Regions from separate parts of the Sus scrofa genome. Here region 1 is linked to region 2. The links are chromatin contacts, called in public targeted proximity ligation maps. All regions are on one chromosome and are shown on one strand. The core of a region is the stretch at or near the end of the contact, and the rest is flanking DNA. Distances in the headings are between cores, read along the strand shown. Region 1 overlaps LOC106510102. Region 2 has its middle 84 kb from the start of DPT.

What was found.
Region 1: a contact with region 2 is called in a targeted proximity ligation map of skeletal muscle. A contact is called at or near these places in 3 of 47 Hi-C or Micro-C datasets (psoas muscle and skeletal muscle) and 1 of 2 datasets of targeted methods (skeletal muscle).

The regions. Positions count from the first base shown.
Region 1 is chr4:82,360,592-82,366,799 of Sscrofa11.1, reverse strand. LOC106510102 reads left to right here. Exons shown (of 9, transcript XR_002343354.1): 2 at 3,481-3,601; 3 at 4,680-4,744. Among named protein-coding and RNA genes, the nearest start is that of XCL1, 72 kb to the left of the region's middle.
Region 2 is chr4:82,199,788-82,206,742 of Sscrofa11.1, reverse strand. It overlaps the pseudogene LOC106510108. Among named protein-coding and RNA genes, the nearest start is that of DPT, 84 kb to the left of the region's middle.

The DNA of each region.
Region 1 (6,208 bases), core at 2,365-4,864, 160 kb before region 2:
TTTCAGTTTTGAAAAGTATGATATCTGGAGCATTGTGTACTGTTCCCTAAGGACATTTACTTTCCAGTCATCTGAAGGTGGTAACAAGATTTTGTTAGGTCCTTGTGCCTCCTCTTTCCTGGGTGCCCCTTTCCTGTGTATCTAGCATACTGCTCTGTCAGAGAAAGCAAGCAGGAGACTCTGTTGGACAAATGTTTGGCAAGTGGGAGGCAAAGAAGCTGACCCAACCCCTCCCTGTCAGGAAAAAAACACTCAAAATGTGTTTGTAGTCTGTCTGGGTTTTAATGTGAGATCCACAGTGGAGGAAACTGAGACTGTTCTTAGCCATGTCCTGCATCTCCTGTGTTCTCCATGGGGAGTGACCTGTGAACTCCCCCCCCACCCCCCGGCCCCACCCAGGTGGCGCTCAATGTTCCTGAAGCCTGTGCCAGGGCAGTTTGTTGCAGCTACTTGCATGCTAATGACCAAGACCCACCTCTTCTCACAACTGCCTATTCTCTAGGTTCAGGTAAGTCTGTTCACCTGACCTGCTATTTATCAGTGCTTAGCAGCAAGAACCATCGTTTCTTTGAATTGCTTTGAAGCTCTGTTATAATGGGGCTGTGTGTCTACTCTCTCAATCCTCCAGTTTTGGGAAAGACGGACAGTCCCATCTCCTATTTGGGACCTTCAAATAATGAGGGTCAAAGTAGATCATTCAGCATGGCAGAGATAGTCTCTGTTCCCACGTTAGTCACTTGAATGCCTTTCAGTTGGCCAAACCCTCCCTGCCACCCCCTTTCCCAGCCCTGTGCTGTGTATACACCTAACTGAGGCCAATGCTTCAGCCAAGGAATGGACAAATTTAGCTAGTCCTGTGTCTGCCCCATCCCAACGGTGGTGTAGAGCTGCTGTTTCCCCACAGTCTGCTGCTTTGGGTTCCAACCTCATTCTGAACAGATGGAGGAAGATTTGAGCCCCTGATGTAGTCCTTAAAGCAAGAGATGGCACAGGTGTCCTCTCCAGTTACAACCACTGCCCATGCAAGTGTTTTCCCTTGTCATTTCTCTCTCTCTCTCTGTCTCTGGTACACACGCATACACATACCTGAACAACCACATCTGTGTAAAAATGTGGATAACTCTTGGAAGCCATGGAAAATTTAAAGTCTGGAATGAAATTCAATGATGTGAACACACAATATGGTGAAGATAAATCCAGGCAAGGGGACAACTGGGGTTGGATGACCAGAGTGTTCATAGTGCGATCATTTCAAGAAGCAGAATTCACTGTTCCTGTAGGTGTGCTGGATAAACCTGTTTTTACAGACACTCCAGTTATGACAAAATTTGGGTATCATATTATAATGATTAAGGGGAAAAATAAAATTGTATGAAAGATTGCAAAAAAAAACCCCCAAAACACCCTTACACATAAAGCAGGCTCTATCCTCAATCAGCATCTTCTAAACTTCCTTTCTCCCTTCCTTTCTTCTCTTGTTTCTAGCATGTAAAGACATTAACAAGGAAGAACAACAACTTTACCTAGCCTGATTTCTAAAGAACTAAGGTGTACATACCTGAATGAATTGTTGGTTTGATATATGTCTTTGACATTTAGGGATCCAGGTCCTGGAGTCATGGCATGAAAAGAAGTTTGGGCAAAATGCAGAAGGCATTTGGGAATGAGAAGATTTGTTGGTGAAGATCTGATTCCTACTCCTGGAAAGGAGGCTTGTCAGTGAGGAAAGATTTTCGAACGAGGAGTGGGAGAGCTGAGAGGTTTCGTCACAGACCAGGAAGTGCAAAGTTAAATCCAGGGCAGCTGGGCCCAGAGTTACCAATAATTCCCTAATTCCTACCCCTGGAAATGTTTCTGCTATTTATTTTTCATTTTTTCCCTCTTTTGTTTTCTTTTCCCCTTAGCTTGCAGTCTATTCTGAAACAAACCCAAAGCGGCTTCTGATGATGTCATCCTTAAACAATGATAGCAATAATATTTATCACTTGTTATATGACTGAAAATGTACCAAATACTTCACATCTTATCTCATTGAATTGTCACAATGCACATGTAGGTAGATACAATTATGATCCCCAAACTACATGTTTAAAAAAAAAAAAGAGCTCTGAAGAGGTTAAGTGACTTTCTTTCCCAAGGTCACACTCCTAGTTAGTGGCAGAGCAGAATTAGACTCATCAGACTAATGAATTCATTTATTTAACAAATATTTATCGAAAGCTCTTATGTGAAAGCCATTATTCAAGGAGCTTGAGATACAGTGGAAAAAAAGAGAAACAATAGAAAATCCCCCCCCCCTTATAAAGCTTATATTCTACTGGGAAGAGACAGAATGATAAACAATTGAAAATAGTTAGAGTGTTAACAGGAGTTAAAATGAGTCAATGAGGAGTTCCCTTGGTTAAGGCCAGGGAGTCTGGAGCTCAGTAGGTGGGGGTATTGAGGAATTGGGTACCAATGGAGAAGTGGGCAGAGCTGAGCATGTTCAGGTTTATTTATCAAGAATATTTCACAAGGAGTTCCCGTTGTGGCTCAGTGGGTTAAGAACCTGACATAGTGTCTGTGAGGATGTAGGTTTGATCCCTGGTCTCCCCTTACCCAGTGGGTTAAAGATCTGGTGTTGCTGTGAGCTGTGGTGTAGGTCACAGATGGGGCTAGGATCTGGCATTGCTGTGACTGTGGTGGAGGCCGGCAGCTGCAGCTCTGATTCCACCCCTGGCCTAGGAACTTCCATGTGCTGTAGGTGTGGACTAAAAAGAAAAAAAAATATATGATAAGGTCATCAAATACTTCCATAAAGAGGTATGTAATGTTTGGTAGCCTCTTGATTTATGTTTAAAAAGGTCACTCTGACCTTTTTAAAGGTCTTTTTTTGGGAATGATTCTTAGTGAGGTCAGTGTGTGAACAGGGACTCAGAAAGGAGGCTCTTGGGTAGCTGGGATAAGAGATATAGTGCCTCTCATGGGGATGGGATACCAGCAGAGATGGAAAGAAGATGCAGGGTGCTTTAGGGAGTAGAGGTGAATGGACTTGCTGATGGATAGAGGAAGTGGGCAATTGGATGAGAGACAGGCTCAGAGAAGCTGCTGGGTTTTGGCTTCAGCCATCGCTGCATAGGAGTGAATTGATCACTGAGAAGAGGAACAACATTTGCCTGAAACTTTATGATTTGCAAAGGACTGTCAGCTATATTATCTCTTGTTTTTACAACAAGCCTTGAGAGGTAGTAAAAATATAATCTCTGTTTCACAGACAAGATAATTAAGCCTCTGAGAGGGTAGATTTGTTTCTATCCACACAGTTAGTAAATGGAAAGTCTGAGTGGGAAACTTGGGCTTCTAGATGCAGCGGGTCTGTTGCTTATTTCCCTAGAGAATTGTCCCCCCGAAAGCCAGAAGGAATCCTGTACACAAGCACAGTCTCCATCGCTGAATAAAGTCACACATTTTGATTCTTCTCTACTATTACCTCTATTTCAGGTTAATTTACCTCATACTTATAACTTTGACAATCAAACAGCTTAACAGCTATTTCAGACATCTATTCCTGCTAGAGGATGCACTGTCCCTATTTTTGGAAGCCGGCTGACGCAGAAGAAAGGTAATGTGATAGAGAACCTTTAGACCCTTTTAAATCACCAACGCAAATCACCACCAGATTACCAAGGATCTAAATATGTACTGTCTAATGACGTTCATAAAGATGCCAGCACACCGTTATGTTCCTCTTTGATGTTTTAGCAGTATTTACATAGAATTCTAAAGAACTACTTTCCAAAAAAGAGTTTTAGATATTCTATAGATGTTATCGCCACTGTTTTTTGCAATAACCCTGAATAGCTCAGGGAGGTCAATCTCCTCAAACATCTAGAAAGAGCCTGTTTGAATATTCGAATCCTAGTCTGTAAAGTCAAAGGCCATGCTGTTTCCACCATGACACTGTTTATTAGAGGGAAGAAATCCAATTCTGGTCCCTTTGACATTTAGTGTCCTCCCTCCTCACTAGCCACCTCTAGTGATGGTGAGCAGGCACAATTCACCACAATTGGTTACTTTAGTAAATAATTTTCAATATAAGTGAATTAAAATAAAATGTTATCAATTTTTCCCACTAGAAATTTTTGCTAATGTCCTGGGAATTTGCAAAATCAGTAATCTGTTGACTTTAGCTCTATGTCTGTGATACTGCCTTACTGATAGCTTTCCAAAGAAGATAGTGGGTAATCAAGGCAAACTCTGTGGAATTTTGATGAGCACAAACAAACCAGGGTAACATTTAAATTATGTGCAGCAGGTAAAATCTAAGTCTTGATATTTTCAGTGGAAAACTAGTTTGGAATAGAGAAAAAAATAATTTAATATGTTACTATTAAACATAAACTTGCTTTGGGATTTTGCTTGCTTTCATCATCAAGTAACTAGCCCTAAAGTTCTCAGCCAGGCTTGGATTTAGGATGTCAGGCTCTGGTAGTGAGAGCTAGATGGTGCTATAGTATAATTGCCAGCTGCCCAATTACTACCAGTTTGTCTGACTGTAATGAATGAGGGTTCTGGAATATGAAATTCAGCTCTGTGTTGCTCGTATTTTCTGTAAGTGCAATATAATACAACATAAAATGAAGAATTTTATCTTCTCTCTCTTTCTCCCCCCTGCTCTTTCCATCTGATATGCCTACCAGCCACCTCCCCCCGCCGCCGCCCCAACAGACACGCACTTTGCTGACATTTTTCCTAGAATAAACAGGTGAGAATCACTATTCTGGGTGGTCTGACTGTTTCCAGAGTGACAAACGCATCTTTTATCCTATGTCCCAGATTCAGCAGTTCTTTTTCTATCTAATCAAAGAGGGCTAAAGTTTTTATAGGTCATATGTGAGATAAGGTTAGTGCCAACTTACATGAATGGCTTGTAGTCTTGCAGGAAGGACAATGAATGGTATTTCAGAGTGGGAAGGAGACATTGGACGTTTTTCAGTTCAATTTCCCACTTGGGTTTGATGTAGTTCATTTTTTGAGTTTGAAAAAAAAAAGTACTTCCAGATATTCCAGTTTATTTGCAAGGGTTAAGGAAGGCCAGGAATAAGTTTCTGGTATAGGAAGGCCCATGACTGTGTGCTCTTACATGATAGTGCATAATGCTGGGAAAATGAAGGACCAGAATGTTAACAGAATGGTACCTTCCAAGTGTGTGCTCCTAATGTCACATGCTATCCTATAGGAGGAGCCAAACCATTCAACAAATTCAGCTGAAGCATTTAAGAAAATGAGACTTTTTGCTTCCCACAACCTCTCTTTCTTTAGTCCCTGTCTCTACAGCTTCTAGTTGTCATAAATGTCACAAATACCTCACCTATTCTTGATATAAGAACATACTATACAGAGCATACAGAAGAGAATGACTATGATGAAATAGATGATGAATTTCTGATTGAGGGCCTCTGGGAAATTTTCCCTTCCCTCAATTTTTCCTCTTCAGCCTGCCTAAGGATCACCCATATCACTCTCCAAGATGAGATTTATTTCTGAATTGAGGCCATGTTTACTTCATAGGAACTTGCAAAAACACACACGTTTGGCCAAACAGCATGCACAGGATTCCTGAAAACAATTTAAAACGAAATGATGGAGTTCCTCTGTGGCTCGGTGGGTTAAGGATCTGACATTTTCTCTGTGGGGATGTGGGTTTGATCCCTGGTTTGCTCAGGGGGTTAAGGATCTGACATTTCCACAAGCTGTGACCAAGCTAAGAAGACATGACCTTATAGGGAGAGCAAACAGGGGATCAGGTTCCTGATGAAAGCCAAGCCAAGTTGTCTTAAAGACTCAGTGAGGAGAAGGGAGCATGGGATGAAAGGAAGATCGATGGATGAGCTATAGGTGTTGCCTCCCTGTCCGACATCCCAAACTGATTCACCAGAGCCGGGCTCTGATTTATGGGTTTATGGGTTATGGTGCCTCCAGAGAGCATAGCTAATTTCTCTGCCAAGCAGAGAATGAAATTTACCCAATAGAAATACTATAATTAAAGGGCAATAGTGGTTTCATTGCAAAACAAAATAGAAGTTCATAGAGAGATTTAAAAGCAACATTTACAAGACGGAAATTAAGGCTTGTGGATCCCACCTTTGCAGGACCCGGTTTTGCTCCCACTGCTGCAGTCACTATAACTATAGGTGCTGTGCTTTTAGGCTTTCCTCCCTGAGTTTTC
Region 2 (6,955 bases), core at 4,328-6,827:
ATTTATATGTACAATCTAAAAAAATGCAAATAAAGCAAAACAAAACTCAAAGAAACAGAGCAAATTGATAGTTGCCAAAGTCGGGGGTTAGGAGTTGGCAAATAGGTGAAGGGGATAAAAAGCTACAGACTTCTAGATATCAAATAAATAAATTATCATGGGATATAATGTACAGCATGGTGACTATAGTTAATAATACTATATTCTATATCGAAAATTTCAAAGAGAGAAAATCTTAAAAGTTCTCAACACAAGAAAAAAATTTGTAATTATCTGTGGTGATGCATGTTTACTATACTGATTGTGGTGATAATTTCACAATATATACCAATAGCGAATTATTATGCTATGCACCTGAAACTATTATAATATTATATGTCAATTATAGCTCAATAAAAACAAAAATACACAAAAAGAAATAAATGAAATCATGTGTGTTATAACATTTTTAGAATAGTGCTTAGCATATAATCAATTAAGGTTAAGTCTTTTTATTATTGCCTTCACATGGTAATTGGTAATGCCTTATATGTGATCAGTATTTTACTAAAGGCCCTTTATGTGAATGAAAAAAAAAAAAAAAACCTCACATCAAAGCACAGCATTAGGGAGTTTCAAAACACTGACATCCTTGATGCTTCTTGAGATAACAAACAGATAAACAAACAAAAACAAAGATGTCATGCAAACAACTTAAAATAGCGTGATAAAGAATTCATCAACCAAATCTAGAATTTTGGAGATATGCTTTCAAAATACTGAGGAAAATTTAAATTCCAATCTATGCTGAATACCCAGATAAACTATCATTAACATATGAGAGTAGAAAAAAGATTTTTGTATATATGCAAACATTTTACCCCCTCCCCATACCCTGTCTTAGTCCATTTGGGCTACTGCAGCAAAAATACCATAAATCTATGGTATGGAGTGGCTTAAACAACAGAAATTTATTTCACGTATTCTGCAGGCTGGGAATTCCAAGATCAAGGTGCCCATAGATTTAGTGTCTGGTCAGAGCCTGCTCCCCTGTTCAGTCACAGGGTCCTCACATGGTGGAAGGGCTGAGGGAGCTCTCTGAGGCCTCTTTATCAGGGAATCAATCCCATCCAAATGATCTAATCACTTCCCAAAGGCTCATCTCCAAATACTATTACATTGGGTATTAGACTTCGAAGTGTGAATTTGGAGGGGCCTTAAATATTCAGTCAGTAGCAGACTCTTTCTTAGAAAATTGCTAAAAACTCTTTTCCATCAAAAAAGTAGAATAAATAAAAAATAAGAAAGGGCAAGTATTTCAAATACAAGAGGCAAGATCCAAGGTAGGAAAAAAGCAAATGATGTTTTTAGAATGAGGTTAAGAAGGCCCAAGAAAACAGCTGTTTATCAGGGAGGCTGGAAGGCTTTAGAGGTGATGGCTTTGCCATAAAATGAAAAAATATAAATATATTTTGGGATATACTTGACTATCCTGAGAGGAATCTTACAGATTTGATAGAGAGCTTGGAAGTGAATTAGTGATAAGATACTGAAAACTAAGCAAATAACCACAAAAGTGTTGGTTAATTCAACTAATATAGAAAAGCTAGATGAGAAATACAATGCAATGATTCCATATAGCTGAGATGTGAAGTCTATTGATATAGTTATAACATGGTAAGTTCTGAATCTTGATATAGCCAAACTTGTGACATAAGTAAATTTGGAATAAAGGAGGAGGGGACATGTACATGCGCAAAGGGGACAGAGAGTAAGAAAATTAAATCCTCATTTTCTATTGTAAGACATCAACCAAGTAAAATTGAAAGATCAAGAAATAGCAATGCAAATATTTATTGAGCAAGATGGAGGTAAATAACCGAAGAATGAGCTAAAAGAATTAAATAGTTCCATAATTGGAATAGAAATCAGGAATGGGACAAGGTGGAACTGAGAGATACTGTTTTTCATTATAAACTCTGTAGTCTTCTTTGAATGCTTAGATTGTGTATGTGTATTATTTTGACACGAGTGAAAAATTAATTAAAAATTGTGAAGCAAATTAAATGCATAAGAAGTTAATGGCAGAGATTTTTAAGAAGTTTTGATGAAAGTTTATTTTCTTCAGTATCAAGTTGGGCATGATCATGTAGATATCTAAATCTATATATTTGCGAAACATAATTTTCTTACTTTCATTTTTAAGAGAAATCGTAAATTGTGATCCTTCTCCCTTTGCCTTTTGGGCTTCTGTTGATGATTCTAGTACATGGTTAGCTTGGAAACCAGAGATCAAAGCTTTCCTCTTGGCAGGCGTTAAGGTATGAATCATCAACACGGGAGCAGAATGTTCTGAGCTAACCTAACCTCTCCACTCGTGTTTAGTATTCATTGATGCCACCATAACTGCCAAAATGTCTACAACCAAGAGATTATGTTATCCTAGGGCAAAAATGAGGAGTATTTGGAAAGTTTTAATTAAGTTTATTGATTGCAGATAACAAAACGTCCACCTCTTCCATTGCACAATTTCTCAGAGTATATCTGATGAAAGGCTATTATGAAAAGAAAGCAGTTTCTTACATTTGCTAAAAGTCTTTCCCAAGTTTTCTATATTCCTTGGGAATCTTGGGAAGGCACAACAAATAGAATGCCAGCAATGATAATATTCTATCAGACAAATTTTCAGGAAAACCAAGAGGATGGTACATTGACTTTGGTATACATTTATTTATAAAACAACTGTATATCATCATCATATGGAGACTTTAAGTCACAAACAGAGAGAAAGAAAATTATGCAGGGAAGACTGGAGGAAAAAGGGGTGAGGGAAAGGGTTACACAGAGGGAAGAGAGAAATAACAAATTTGGGAAGCAGAAAAGAATGAAGGGGAAGAGTGGGAGAGAAACAGGATGAAATATATACGTATATGTGATCTTGTTCCTCCAGTCACACTTATGTTACCTAACAACCCAGTTTTTTCTGACTTGTGCCCTTTGTCAGTACCCAACCGGACCAGGGTATTCCAACTCCACCCCAGACTTCTTCACCTAGTGCCAGAAAATTCCTTTCATAGACTTCCAAGAAACTTTATTCTATCTGGCCAGGAGCACAGGACTCAGATGCCTAGGCCGATGGGTGCTCAGCTTTACCTGTTCTTAAATAAGTGGATCTGGCCTTTCTTCCATTCTCACTCTAGGGAAAAAGAGGGAGAGAGCTCTACTCCTTCTAAAATGGCCTGATGTGCCTCATGGACACCCTGTTGTGTGTGCAATAGGACCAGGTGTGGGGTGAGGAGGATGTAAGCATAGGTGTGGGTGGGTGGGATACGGTGTGGTATGTGGATCCATGTTTGTATACATGTATGTGTCCCTCTCACTTCTGAATAGTCTTCTGGTAGCTGGTGATCCTTGTCTGTGAGTTCATACATAATAGTGAGGCTCTAAAGAGCTAACTGGAGTTTTTCTGCACAGGTTGATCTTCTGAGCCAGTGAACCTCACTCACAAGGTGGTCAGACTGGCACACAAATGCTTCTCCGTGAGATCCATTAGCTCCCAAAGTTAGCTATGTCCTAATCCTGAACCTGTGACTATACTATATTACAAGCAAAGAGGAATTAAGTTTGTAGATGGAATAAAGGATTCGGTTTACCTTAAAGTAAAACGTTTCCCCACATTAGCAGATGTCTTCTTCAATCATCACAAAGATTAAACACGAAGCTATCAAATACATTAAAATGTGTTACCACAGAACAACTTTGGTAAAGAGGCTTATGCTACATAGACAAATATAACTTTATGGTTACTTCAAGTTTTTTCTTCTAGTATAAACGCTTCATATTAGCATCTATAATAGCAAAGATTTCTATCCATTTGAAAAGAGTTTGGAAGATACGGCTCAAATTTAGTTATCGAATACAGGTACCATTCCTCTGAAGCTATGAGAAGTTTTCCTTAAGAATAAATCCACTATTACAGAAAAAAAGAGAGAGGGAAATTATCCTGGATTACCTGAATTTTTAGACGGAGTACATGTATTATTTTGACATGAGTTAAAAATTAATTAATATTTGTAAAGCAAATTAAAAGTATCAGAACTTAATGATAGAGAACTTTATGAAGTTCTGATGAAAGTTTTCTTTTTCTGTCAATTTGGGCATGACCACATAGAAATCTAAATATAATCACAAGGGTCCTTAAAAGTGGAAGGAGGAAATTGGAAGAGAGAACCAGACAGACGCAGCATGAGAAGGACTTGGTCTGCCATTGCTGGCTTTGGAAATGGAAGAAGAGGGACACAAAGTGAGGAAAGTGGCAAGCCTCTAGAAACAGGAAGAGCAAAGAAATATAATACCCTCCTGAACCCCCTAAAAGTCAACACCTTGAGTTTAGCTCAGTGATACTCATTTTGGATTTCTATCCTCTAGATTTGTAAGAATATTTTTTTATTATTTTACACTGATAAGTTTGTGGTAGTTTGTTTCAGGAGCAGTAAGAAACTAATTCCCTCCTAATAGCAGTATAGCAGTAATAGCAGTATATATACACCTTTTCTTTTGCCCAGAAGTTTTTCCAGAGAAGAGAGAAAATAATCCTAACTTCTTGAAGTCTGGGAACCAGGCAGGGGTGTCTTACCCTTTCGTTTGCAAACTGTCCTCTAAGCACCACATTTTGTGTGGCATCACACACCTCCTTGGCTCCCAGGATGTTTGCAGTCAATCCTATTTTCAATTCCACCCTAAACTCTTTTTGACAAAAGTGGCTGGTATTTCTAATCCTGAGCCTCTATATAGTTTTATTGTATAAGTCAGTTTGCTTGCTGTTGGCTTTCCTCACTGCCACCCTAATTTGGAAGGTTTTACTAGCTTTGTTGCTTCAAATCACTTATCATCGTGAGTCCACTGTCATATGAAATTATGTAGATGTTATTAATCTTCTGCCATTGTCCTTACAGGTTTACAAATTATAACATTTTTACACGTATAAAATAAATAAACCATTTCACTGGGATTTCAGAAAGGAACAGAGACAAACAAGTCATTTCATTCATTATTCTTAACGGGAAATTTTTTTTAATCACTTTTAAAGTATTTTATAGATAGAAAACCAAGGCAATGGGTGGCTAAACACTTTCTTAGATTTTAAAATCAAGTCCTAATTGACTTCCTAGTCCATATTCACATGACTTCTCTGCCTGAAGCAGTTGGTATCTGAAAAGCCATTGGAGCTAAGTCTCCACAGTTGATCAATAGGAGCATCATGGGATCCTCACATGCATGGAGGCTGCACAGATTCCTTGACTTGTTCAAAATGCATTGTATCAAATTATCAGGCATAGAAATCTTGAATCTTAAATGTGGCTGCCCAGCTATGAACCATACTTTCCAACTCCTTCTCCCCCTTTCACCTAGGGGGTCCAAATGACTGGTTCGCATTAATGGAACATAAACAGAAGTGATGTGTGTTATCTCTAGGCAAAGGAGGTTAAGAAACATGTCGGCCTTCTCCACCCTCTCTCTTCTTCCCCTACTTGTCTGTGGGAGGCTGATGTGTAACTTTAGTGTGAACTGGAGGCAAAGTTTTATGGTAATACACCACTGGTAATTTTTAGCTTGTTTGTTACAGTATACTCTGTACTTATTACGCAAGGCAAAGCACAGACCTGGCATAGGGCAACATCTTTACAGAGGAAGGGATGACTTTTTGCTTCTCACAAAGTCTTCTTCTGCTAGCCAAGTTGTACAACTTTGAGTTGCATCTCCTCAAAGATGGGATATTTTGCCAATGAGCAAAAGTGATAGATATATGGGTTAGTGGTGGCTCTATAGGAATTAACCATTAGCTATGCTCCAAAAATTAGGAAGCTCAGTAAATATGGACAATAAGCCTGCATTAAGTCTTTGCCCTGTGGATGTACCATCCATAATTACAATAAATTGGATGGTTTAGAACAGCCCAGGGCAATGTTCAAGAAGTGAACTTGATCATTAGGCAAGTCAGTAATTTTTTAAAAAGGTTTAAAATCTTGGCTCTCAGTGTGAGAAAGTAGGTCTCTCTCCTTGTTTAAAAGCTAACTCTGATAAAACACATGAGAGACAGGAAATGAATCTGGTAACAAACCAAAAGCTAAATTTTCCAGCCTGATGAAATTTTTCCAGGAAAAGTACAGTGCCATGGGGAAATAGGGAATGGCTAGACAGAGAATTCAATTAGCCCTTTACAAACTGAGTTTACTTTTTAAGCAAAAATTTCTTTAATGCTCTTCCCCTTCTTATCCAAAAGTATGGCTGGATATGCTGCGAAAACACATTTTCATATGGTCCTTCATTTAGTTGTGAATCAATATCTTGGAAGCTCAATGGATACTCAGAAATCATTGCAAATTAGAGGAAGAATATGAAGAGAATGAGGAGGAAAGAACTAAAGAGAAGACAATGATTCCTAGATCCGCTTGCCCAAAGTTATTTTGAATGCCCTGCCTGAGAGGATAGATATATGGGGTCCTTGCAGGGGCTGAGTTCCCATTACTGAAAGCATCTAAGCAGTCCATTTTTCAAAGTTAATACTATTTGGGGTAGGAAGCTAGAGGAGATAATTGGTAAGGACTCTTCCAAACCTAAGACTCAATGGCAAAATGAAATGGTCACCAGCACACCTTTTATATCCAGAGGCCCAAATGGGCAGACTCTTTTTCCAAGTTCAGGGAAGTAAACCCATAGGAAGATGGTTAATGCCATATGGTATGGAGGATAGAGGACTTTCTGTTTAATATAGAATTTTCCTACTATAGGGCACAAACTGTTCTTTGATTTAAAGCAGTAATTACTTCTCTGGCTTGCCCATATTAGGTTGTCAGCCTTTGAGCTCTGTCATTGCTGTGCCATTGTCAGAATCAAATTACTAAAAAGGTCAGCATCATTCATATGTGGTTTGATAAGAGTGAAAATGCCCGACAGAAAGTCTATGAGCATCTAG